Linked DNA regions of Hordeum vulgare: region 1 is linked to region 2. Evidence: chromatin contacts called from public Hi-C data. All regions are on one chromosome and are shown on one strand. Each heading gives the region's core, a stretch centred on a gene start, on an enhancer-like site or on the middle of the called end of the contact. The rest is flanking DNA. Distances are from core to core; before and after follow the strand shown.

Region 1 (5,335 bases), core at 96-2,595, 340 kb before region 2:
AACCATCCCCCCCCCCCCATTTCCCCCAAAAAAACACTCCCAGAAGGCCGCCGCCGAAGTCGAAGAAGGTGTTGACGCCCGAACAGCGGGCAAAGGAGTCGGCCAAGAGGAAGGACCGGAGGCACGCGGCGGGCGCGAGGGATGAAGCCATCGCGGTGGCCGCCACGCAACAGCAGGTCAACAATGTCCATGTCGCGGCGGCAACGAGGGAGGCGCTCTGCATGTTGGGGTTAAACCCTAGCCAGCACGGCCTCGTCAATGCCGATGTGGCCGCCGCGGTCAGCATCGGCTCATCCGCCTTCCCTCGGACGCTGTTGACCAACTCGCCCCGCGCGTCAGCTTGCAACCCGGTGCCCGGCTTCTACGTCTACCCGCAGGCCTCCCGCCTCTCGGGGGAGTGCTCGCCCGAGGTGAGCGTGGTCGCGCCTTCCACGCCCGCGCCCGCGACCATCGACCTCAGCGCCAGAGCGGTGGCCGGTGGCTCGTCATCCGGAGGCGCGAGGAAACTCGCGCAGCAAACGCCAGCCGACCAGCTGTCGGGCGCACGCAACCTGTTCGACGGAATGCCGGCCGCCGGTGACGAAGACTACATGCAGAACATGATCTTCGAGGGTGGTGTGCAGGCCGCTGGCTTCGATGCTGGCAGGTGTGCTGGGATGACCACGGGGGCCGCAATGGCTTGGTCGAACTCAAGTCCCACCTTTTTTGTATGCTGGCATGTGTGCCGGCCGGCTGGCGAGCGCGCCAACATGAACTATGGTGCTATTTTTTGAAGCCGGCATTGTATGCTCGCGCTGGCATGGCGATGGCATGAAACATGGCCGCTGGCAATGATTAGCCAGGGACCCTTTTTTTTAATATGTTGATTGCGGACATGAAATGGATCGGCGACGTTGGACGCATTGTCGATCCAAATCTAAAACAGTACGGACGTTGGGCGGCCCGCCGATCCAAGCGGATAAAAAGCGGAAAAATTTACGTGCTGGGGTTGCTCTTATAAATTTTTTAAAATAAAATTCGATTTCGCTCCCTGTCCGTGAGGCTACGAACCGTAGCCAGCCATGTGGAACCTTTGTGGCATCCTTCACACGCAAAATCGAAAGGCACTTTGCAAAGGCACCTAAACCTTCCCGGGATCCCCGCCACGTGTCCCCGCACCTCCCCGGCGTCGCACGCAACACCACAGCACGGGAGATACCCGGAGCCGGAGGCCAAAGCACAGAACTCTTCGCTCCCTCGCCACTCCAACCCGCTCCCCCGCCGACATGTGGGCTCACTGGAGCGGCCCCACGTGCTCGCGAACGGAATAAAAGGGCCCACTTCCTCGTCCCTGCCTTCCGACCGCCTTATTTTTACTTTACACCTGTGCGTGCCCCCCTGCTTCCTCCCCTTCCCGCCCATGGCCAACGGCGACCGCCTCGCCGGAGCGCCGTCCCCGCCGCCCATGCCGCCGCCGCTGCCCCCGTCGCTGAGCAGGCCTTCGAATCGCGCGCCTTCGGAGAACCACCTGGCGATCTCCGTGCCGCTGCTCTCGCTCGCTGATGCAGACGCGCCGCTGGCGCGGTGGCTCCGGCGGCTGGAGGCGTTCCTCGCGGTGTCGGGCCTCTCTGCCTCGACCCCTCTTGGCGTGGCCTTCGCGGCTTCCGCGCTGGCGGTGGTGGGCGTCGCGCTGCCTGCGGTGGCCGTGAGCGTCTCCCCGTGCCGCAAGCGCGAGCGGGTCTGCGAAGAGTTTGAGGTGGAGATGTTCGAGGTGTGCGTCATGATGTCGCAGGCGGCGGCGGCGGCCGTCGCCGTCGCCTGCGTGTCGAGGAAGATGGCCATGTACGGCCTCCGCAAGTTCCTCTTCGTTGACCCGGAGCTTGGCATGCGGATCCGCTTCCAGAAGGAGTACGTCGTCAGGATCCAGGTGCTATCTCGCAGCTCAATTTTGGCGTATTCTTCCATGACTTGCGGATGAATGCCTAGTAACTTTTCCATTTGGCCTGTTCATTGGGGGAATTTTTGTGTGAGCTTTGGTGTCCTAATTTAGCTGTGAAACGAGAAATTGAACTTGCCTGGATTCATTTTCACAGCGAGCATTCGGATCAATTTCTTGTTACTTGCTAGTTGATGGACAAGTGCAACAGTGCTCCGCGCCATTTTTGTCAAAACACAGTGCAAGCGAATGATAAATTAAGTGAAATCAGGTGCTTGGATTCAGGAGGAGACAGTACAAGGGGAATTTTGAGGCTATGGATGTGAGATTATGCTTAGATTCAGGTTTCAGGAGCTGGCTTATTGCAGCCCATCTGCTAGCCTACTGAAAAATCCTGTCTGGATCCTTTTTTGTACACCCTTTTTAATATATATTCCTGCCGCCCTGGATTCATGGGTCTGTCCTTACTTAAGGTCGTACCGAGGTGATCAATTCTCGGTTATATATGTTGTATATGCATGTCAGCATGTGCCTGCTCGTGTCGGCATGTGAGCGGGGTCATGGGTGTGTGGATTCATGGGTCTGTCCTTAACTAGCAGTTTTATGTTTGTGCCACATGTCTGTTTGATTAGCCTATGCTCATATACTCCCTCTATATCAAAATATAAGACTTTTTTTTACACCAGGGAGTATTTAGTTAAGTTCTTTGTGCAAAGAAACTTGAATTTTAGGTATTATTTCTAGTGGAAATTTGAATTGTGGAATTCGGTGACTAGGACTGGATCACCGGAACCATCATTCACTACTCATAATGTGTAGGAGTTTTGTCATTCGTTTTTTGTGTTAACAAGTGCTGCGACCCCAATGACAGGACTTCTTCCGAACACTTATGTGGTGGATATTGCCATGCCTTGCTGTGAAGATTACCCGAGAGATGTTCCGCTTTTCCCACATGTTCCACGAGTCAATTTGGAGATCATGCATCGTGCTATTTGCTTCCATAATGTCATGGATGTATTTGACCACAATTGTGTTGTCTTCCTGCATGCTTTTCAACTTGGTTTGCAATCTACAAGTTATACACTTTGATGATTACGGCAAAGTTCTAGAGCAAGACGCGGATCCTCTAGTCTATTTGAAAGAGCACCTGCAGCTCCGCCATAATCTCTCCAAAATCAGTCACAGGTTCCGCATGTTCCTTTTGCTGCTCTTCTTTTCTGTTACAGCAAGCCAGTTCGCCATTCTCTACAAGACAACAGCATACAACGGGCCAATCAATTTCACCAATGGTGGTGATATAGCTGTGAGTATCATATGTCCGTTTACTCCAACAACGGCATAAACTTCCCCTTCTGTGTGTGGTGTAAAAAACATCAGATCATAAACATATTTGTTTTCTGCTGCAGGTATCTTCAGTTGTTCAAGTTGTAGGCCTTGTCCTTTGTTTACATGGAGCTGCTAAAATTTCTCACAGAGCTCAAAACATTGCCGCAATAGCTAGTCGATGGCATGCTTTGGCGACATGCTCTAGTGATTCTACATATGTAAGCACCCCAAACGATTCTGGGAACCTTGTGCCCTTTCCAGCGCATATGTTTTTGAGGGATTGCTCGGAAAGTGACTTGGAGTGTATGGAAAGTGGCTCAATGCAAGGCAATTCTCATAACACAGCTCAACTGGCATCTTACATGTCTTCATACCACAAGAGAGAATCGCTTGGTTAGTAAGCTAATGCTTCCTTTAAATTTTGCATTGATAATCCTCGCTTTAAAGCTTCCTTCAAGTTCTGTTGCTATTTCTTTTTATGCTAGCAGTACATGCATATTATTTTATTTTCCTTCCTACCATACTCATGCATTTTCTTCTCCTCTGATGTACTGCAGTGCTCTATCTGCTAACCAACCCTGGGGGCATCACGCTATACGGTTGGATTGTCGACCGGACATTCCTCAACACGATCCTGATGCTCGAGCTAACCCTTGTGCTGTTCGTGCTCAGCAAGACCATTGTGATCCCAGCGAAAACGTTAGTCAACAGCTACATGAGTTTCCCATGAATGGAGTTTGGCGCAAGCTTTAACATTCCGGTTTTGGTTTGAAGAGCGTGACACCCAGACACATAGTAGGGTTTGTACACGTGACACCCAGACACATAGTAGGGTTTGTACACCACACGGGCGAAGACCGGTGCCGACATCGGCAAAGTTGATCCTTCTTGAAGACTAAAACGAACCCGGATCTGAGAACAGCGAGGTTGGTATTTCTTGATGATTTCCTGTTTGGAGCTTGATCTTTGGAGCAATGTCAAGATTCCTGCTAACGCAAAGCATGCTATTGTTAGACATAGGTTCCCTTTGATCACTAGACTGTATGTAGGATGTTGGGCTCGGTTGTGTTGTGTACAGTTTTTGGACCGAAGCCAGCATCCTTCTCCCTTGCCATGCGAAGTGATCTTGGCTGTGCATATGTACATGTGCTCTTGTATTACCACTTGATATCTACAAGGACAAATTCATTTTTCCAGTTTTGTCAACTGGATTATGTTGCTGCATGTTTTTCTTGGCGTAAAGTGGAATACAATCAAACAAATAATCTACTGTATATGTTATCGAAGCAAACTTCAGGGGCACGGTCCCTCTGAAAGCACATGAATTCCCACGTTAGTGACAAGAAAAGGGGATTGATAGAACATTTATGCCTAAAGATATACTATCTCTGTTCATAAACAGCGGGTGTGGTTTTTTTAGCACCGTTGATAAGAGATTCCAGAGCACGCAGAACGACAGGCGTCATGGAAATTAAACAAGATAGCCAGCGACCATTAGAACATTTCTCAAAAGGCACCACCTAACGTAGCATCTTACAACATGCAGAAGATTAGAGAGGTCATTACAAATCACAAGTTGGCATGCAGCATCGGGAGTTCGAAATCAGCAACATATCACAGCCCTAAGATCCATCTGAATTTCAGGCTCTTGCGCTTCAGAACTGGCCATCCGTTCTACCCCAGCTCTTAGCTAATGCTGGATCCATCTGAATAGCCACCATTGACAACATCCAAAGGTTATCCATGACAGATTAACCTAAAGAAGAAATCAACAAAATATGCCACGAGTGTTAGGTTGGCACTTGATTTAGATCAGCTAATACTTGCTGAAGTCGAACAGAGAAATTTGAATACTAACATTTGTAGCAACCCGCTTTGCTGGCAACTTCTAAACATAATTTCTTACCAGCAAAAGGCTAGAGGCTGGAGAGATCCTTCGTCTTTTTCCTAGTAGACATTCCGTGCAACGAACCATTATCATCAATAGTCATCTTCCCCCTTTTCCTCTTTTGCTTCCTGCTGGAGAGGGTGCGGTTCTTCTTCAATTCCAAAACCCCGGTTGGCTTGTCAAGGACAGCCTCACTTGATTTCCCT
Region 2 (5,601 bases), core at 2,203-4,702:
GGTATAATATGGGGGAGACTGGAACCTTAGGTATCCGTACAAAAGAAATGCAAACTCTCCAAGTTGATTAATCATGCAACCATACTGAGCAGTGCAAAACTAATGTCAGGATACCAAGCAATAACGCACAACAGATCTAGGGTTCACATATTAACATGATCACTTACCAGGAGGCTTCAGAATAGATATCTATGAAAGTAGAAACTATTTGGCTGAAGCATCATTTTGGCTTTGTTGACCGAATTGCAGTGTTATCCGATTATTACTATAATTGAGCTATCCAGATAAATATTCTAACATAACAAATATTTGCTGAAGTACCTAACAAATATATGATGGTCTCTTGTTACTGCTAACACATTTCCTTTTTCGTGGATAATTCCGTGCCACCCAAACTTCAGGAAAATTGCTATTCAATTGTTCTGGTTTAGTCGGTACTGCACAGACTTGCTTCTATTAATGTATTTGCAATATGCAAGTGCCGGATACAGAACCTATTCATGGACAACACATGGACGTCGACACCCTAACGTAACCCCAGGAAAATGTGGGAAGAAAATTAAATACCTGTAAGAGCTGCATAACAAACTGAGTTACATCACTTCCGGAAAGAGGAAAAGACTTTATGCTACTCCCAATTACATAGCCGTTTACAACTGGCACGATATGTGGAGCTCCATCCCCAATGTCAACTACTACACCTGTCATATCAGACTGACAAAATATATTGGTCAAACTCACGAGAAGAGTTGTATGCTACCAGAACACTTGATCTTTAGATGAGTCTACTTTATCAATGATGATTACTCCTAGAGTTTAAATGAGCATTAAGTTTGATGTTTCGTGGCTGCATGCAGCATGCGTCTTCTATGGTACTCCCTCCGTTCCTAAATATAAGTCTTTCTAGAGATTTCACTATTTGACTACATACGGAGCAAGATAAATGAATCTACACTCTAATGTATGTCTATATACATCCGTATGTAGTTTCATAATGAAAACTCTTAAAAGACTTATATTTAGGAACGGAGGGAGTACTATTTATGTCTAGAACAAAATAATCTTTACAGAGCTTCACAAGCACAATTCTCGATAAAAATAAATTTTAGTTAGCAAGTTAATTGGCGCTCATTGCAGAATTGGCGAGTGAGAAATAAGAGTCATCACATAATTCTCACGAAATGGTTTCCTTCATATCATGAGGTTGTGATACGCTCAAAATGCTTCAGGGTCCATGCTTATGAGTAGGGAATAGCAAAACATATCTCCAAACTGGAATGAAAACTCCAGGGGCTGGCAAGCAATAAATAGGATATGAATGGGTAATATAATCCAAAGATGGACCAAAATTTTGTCGAAATATGCAGGGGAACTATTCCGAAGAACAATCTGTAAAATGTAAAAGGGAGTTTATCTTAATGTGGGTATGAGATCAATATGAGAATTTTGGTTATCTGTTAAAACATTCACAAGGCGATGTGTTCCAGTGAAAGAGATGAAGTTCATGGGTTAATAAGCATCTTGACACTTCATCAAACAAAAGCATGAAAGGAGGTGAATTCAAGACCTACCACAGAATCTGAATCATCTTCAGAAAGGGTTTTCAGATATGCAAATCCAGCAGAAAGGCTGAGCACAGATTGCACAGAAATATATAGACCAGGGACATTAAAGGTCTCAAACATAATTTCTCCCATACATTCACGACTTTCAGGCGTACTGACAGGACTATCTGTAAGTAGGAAGTAGTGTTCCTCAGGATTGCAGCGTAGATAATTGAAAATGGATTGCTGCCAAAATCTCTCCATTGTATCCCAGTCATTCACCTGGAGAGCAGGGAAAAGGACATGACATAGTGGCATGGTGCACCCCGAAGGACAATATTACAAACAGAAAATATATATGCATACCTGACCATGGCGAATTGGGCTTCTTAAACTGTACAGGCCACTAGATTTGAAATGTGACAGAGCCTCGTCCCCGATAAAAAAATCAAGATCAGCCATGACACCTGCATTATACTGTGCTAACCAATTTGCACTACTGCACTGCTCTGATTGGTCCAAGAAAGATTCATTCACAGCTACTACAGTAGGGATGGTGAAAGACGGCTCGGAGTTACCAGCAAACCCAAGTTTGCTATACCTAAACATGAGAGCATACAGATTATGTAAGGACACGGTGTGATGAGCTAATAGAGCAAATTTTACAAGTGACATGCATATGGAAATTTTCAAGCGGCTTTGAAGAAACCAAAACAATCCGGCTTCAAGAGAAAAACAGTAATTTCCTGTCTTCTATCGCAGTCTGTTAGCGATTGTCGTTTTTATGTTTCACGGAACACACATAGTGCATCAGTTAAGACATGTTATAGTACTTCGTAATAGTCTACAGTGTAACAGTAACGATAAATTTGAGCTAAAGCACTTGAACACCACTATTAGCTATAATCCCGAAAAAGTAGCAGTCCCTAGATTTTCCGTTGGTAGCTCCAACCATTAACCAGACAGATATTGCCTTACCGCTGGCAGCGTGGATTTAAAGACAAACCAAAAATGAATGGGCCAACACCTAGTTCAACCAATGATGAAATAAAGATAAGCCATGGAAAGTCCATTCTACTGTAGAAAAAAAAAATCAAACACGCATAGAAATTCGTGTCATTTCAGGTTCAGGTTCAACATACTCTAGAACGCTCTAGCTACCAATGTGAATGTTGGCTCGCAATTAGGGAGCAAGCCTCACGGCAGTCGTTGGTGGTGATCCATGTCCCATTGGCTAACGAAATGCATTTATTTCCACGGCAGTCGGTAATCCGATCCGACCTGCCCCAGTTCACCTCCCAGCGCGGTCAGCGGGAACACACGGGCACGCATACGCACTCAGGGACCCGCACAAACGTAAGGAAAAAAAAACCTAGCTACTGCGCAGTCGCAGGATCGGACGGGGAGATTCGGAGCTGTACCCTGTGCCGTTGTCGAACACGACGGCGGGGCGCTCGGAGGGGTCCATGGCGGGCGGCGTGAGCGGCTCCGGCGATTCCCCGCCGGCTCATATCTCGTCCGCAGCCGCCCGGAGAAGCATGGGTGGTCGAGGGCTGCCGCGATCGGTCGGCTGAATCGGCGGGGAGGAAGGCGCGGACGCGGCCGCGGCTGCCGCTGCGCAGTCGGTCGGCAGGGGGATCGATCCCCGCAGGGTGGGTGGGGGGTTTGGGACGCGATTGGCGAGGAGAAAGAAGGCTCGGGAGATTGGGGAAGTGGGAGGAGGGGCGTGCTTGATTTGGTTGACGAGGGAAGCGGGAAGGAAGGGAGCACTTGCAGGGGAGGGGGAGCCTCGGTTGCCGTGGCGTGGTCGGAGTCTCGGAGATGGAGGCGCACTAGCGTAGTAGGTTGTCTGTTGGGTTCAGTTGGTCCGCACTTGCTCAGATCGTGGATCGAACCAAACCACAGCACACACTTTAAATTTCTGAGTATACGGATTTAGGTTTATTTTGTCAGCTCTACTCAGACCGGACCGGACCGGCCATTGTTTGTTGGGTTCAGTTGGTCCGAGCTCTACTCAGACCAGACCGGACCGGCCATTGTCTGTTGGGTTCAGTTGGTCCGCACTTGCTCGGATCGTGGATGGAACCAAACCATAGCACACACTCTAAATTTCCGAGTATATAGATTTAGGTTTGTTTTGTCAGCTCTACTCGGACCGGACCGGCCATTGTCTGTTGGGTTCAGTTGGTCCGCACTTGCTCGGATCGTGGATCGAACCAAACCACATCACACACTCTAAATTTCCGAGTATACAAATTTAGGTTTATTTTGTCAGCTCTACTCGGACCGGACCGCCCCGGCCCGGCCCGTAAATAGTTTACAGTGGCCCGCAAACATACCATGCGCGATACGTATGCGGATCCGCGAGTTTGATCTTCCTCCACCGTCGTCGTGATTCTTCATTTCTCTCCTTCATTTCTCACGTCGGTGTCTAAAATCCGTCGCACGCCCACCGATCCGTGGGATGTGGAGATCCGACAAGTGCGGTGAGGATGACCCCGACGGAAGCGTTGCGTCAAAGCCGACGTGACGCGGAAGCGTTCTGCCCTACGATACACAAATTGCAGACTCACGTCGTGTAGGATCGAAAGTATGCCTGAAGGGAGTGATGATGAGGACAAGGCTACCTTCGATATGATCACAAATATTACACGTGTGTATTTATTTAAGGTGATTCTTAATAAAAGTTATGCAATAATATATTTATGCTATATAGAAACAAAAGTATTTTATCTTTTTTTATTTTGGTCCTAATTGCAGAACTATCAGACACTTGTATAATTCACATATGAAGATAAGGGAAAAATAGACGTTTAGGTGTTGTTTAAGAAGTTCTCTCACGTTACTTTTAGACCAAGAGAAGATAGAGTCCAAGTCTCTCACGTTCTGAATTTAGATTCGGACTGCACATACATACCTGTCTCAAAACGTCAAGAACTTTTACATATGGACTTCAAATTGGATGATTCTTTTTTGTTGGAAAGTAGATTTTATGTACGTTCCAACCCAGTTATGATCACCTTTAAATTCGTCCGGAGCATGGAGATATTGACGAAACAATCTGACGTTCCATTAGAATCCGAGTCAAACTATAAGTCCAAAGGTATTGCATCACCTCCACTTGGATCCATAGAAATTGTATGACCTAGGGTTAGTTTTAGCTTGCCTTTAGACGTCCTCCCACATCCTTGGCTGACACCCCTTACTCCTATATAAGTAGATCAATCTAGTAAAAAATTGGGGATTTGTTTATTTAAAAGTTAGCCATTGCAACTTTGTGTACTTCGTTTGTGTCCAACGATCAGACCAAGACCGCTTTCGGATCCTCACCTTTATCAATACTTTATCTATATTCGCAATATTCAGATTGCTTTATCATATTCTTGTTTGTTCTTTGATTGCTTGTAGGAAGACCTTCGTGGTCAGGTTGATCGTGCGCCGACGTGGTCAATAACCTCCTAGAGATTGGTTTAGCGATTGCTAAGGCGCAACGTCGTCCACGTTTATAGTCGGGTCATGAAAGTCGCTTCCACCAAATCAATAGCTATCATCTCATCAAAAGGTCGGGACCCTCGCTTCTATCAAGTGGTATCAGTTTCCAGGTTGCTCAGTGAGAATTTCCAGTTATTCCTATATTAGATTTATTTTTCTTCCCTATTGTCCAAGTAAAAGCCACAAAAAGAGTTAGATCTATTCATCCTTTGTCCAAGCCAGTGTGATCCTTTGCAAATTTCTTTTTAATGCTTGCATAGTTGAATTATCGGTTGCATCGTCCTGTCAAGTTGCTGGTCCTAGTATTTAGTTCCTTTAGAGTTTTGAGTTCTGTTCACATTAGTCGCACCACCGCTGCATCATCACCCGTTTTGTTGTTGTTCACCACCATCCATCAATTTCCATCACGTGCTTTCATTGTTTATTGTCATTATCAGACTTGAGGTCATTTGCATCTACGCTTGACCTGATTTGCATCTTATCTCGTTTGTTGAATGAAAGAAAAAAGAACAAAAACTATAAAAAAAGTGAGAGAGAGAAAAAAAAGGGATAAGAAAAAATAGTG

What was found. A called contact is a pair of places that touch in the nucleus more often than the background predicts.
Region 1: a contact with region 2 is called in a Hi-C map of leaf, with 3 times the contacts expected there. The contact joins the promoter of LOC123412824 here to the promoter of LOC123409811 in region 2. A contact is called at or near these places in 3 of 6 Hi-C or Micro-C datasets (leaf and seedling).

Annotation. Positions count from the first base shown.
Region 1 is chr7H:412,997,675-413,003,009 of MorexV3_pseudomolecules_assembly, reverse strand. It overlaps LOC123412824, which reads left to right and starts at 1,345. Exons shown (of 5, transcript XM_045105770.1): 1 at 1,345-1,906; 2 at 2,787-3,218; 3 at 3,322-3,634; 4 at 3,799-4,033; 5 at 4,067-4,455. The coding sequence starts at 1,400. The coding sequence ends at 3,971. LOC123412822 reads right to left here. Exons shown (of 4, transcript XR_006613614.1): 3 at 5,100-5,335; 4 at 4,713-4,997.
Region 2 is chr7H:412,655,310-412,660,910 of MorexV3_pseudomolecules_assembly, reverse strand. It overlaps LOC123409811 (actin-related protein 3-like), which reads right to left and starts at 3,452. Exons shown (of 10, transcript XM_045102684.1): 1 at 2,966-3,452; 2 at 1,911-2,145; 3 at 1,572-1,826; 4 at 568-714. The coding sequence starts at 3,012.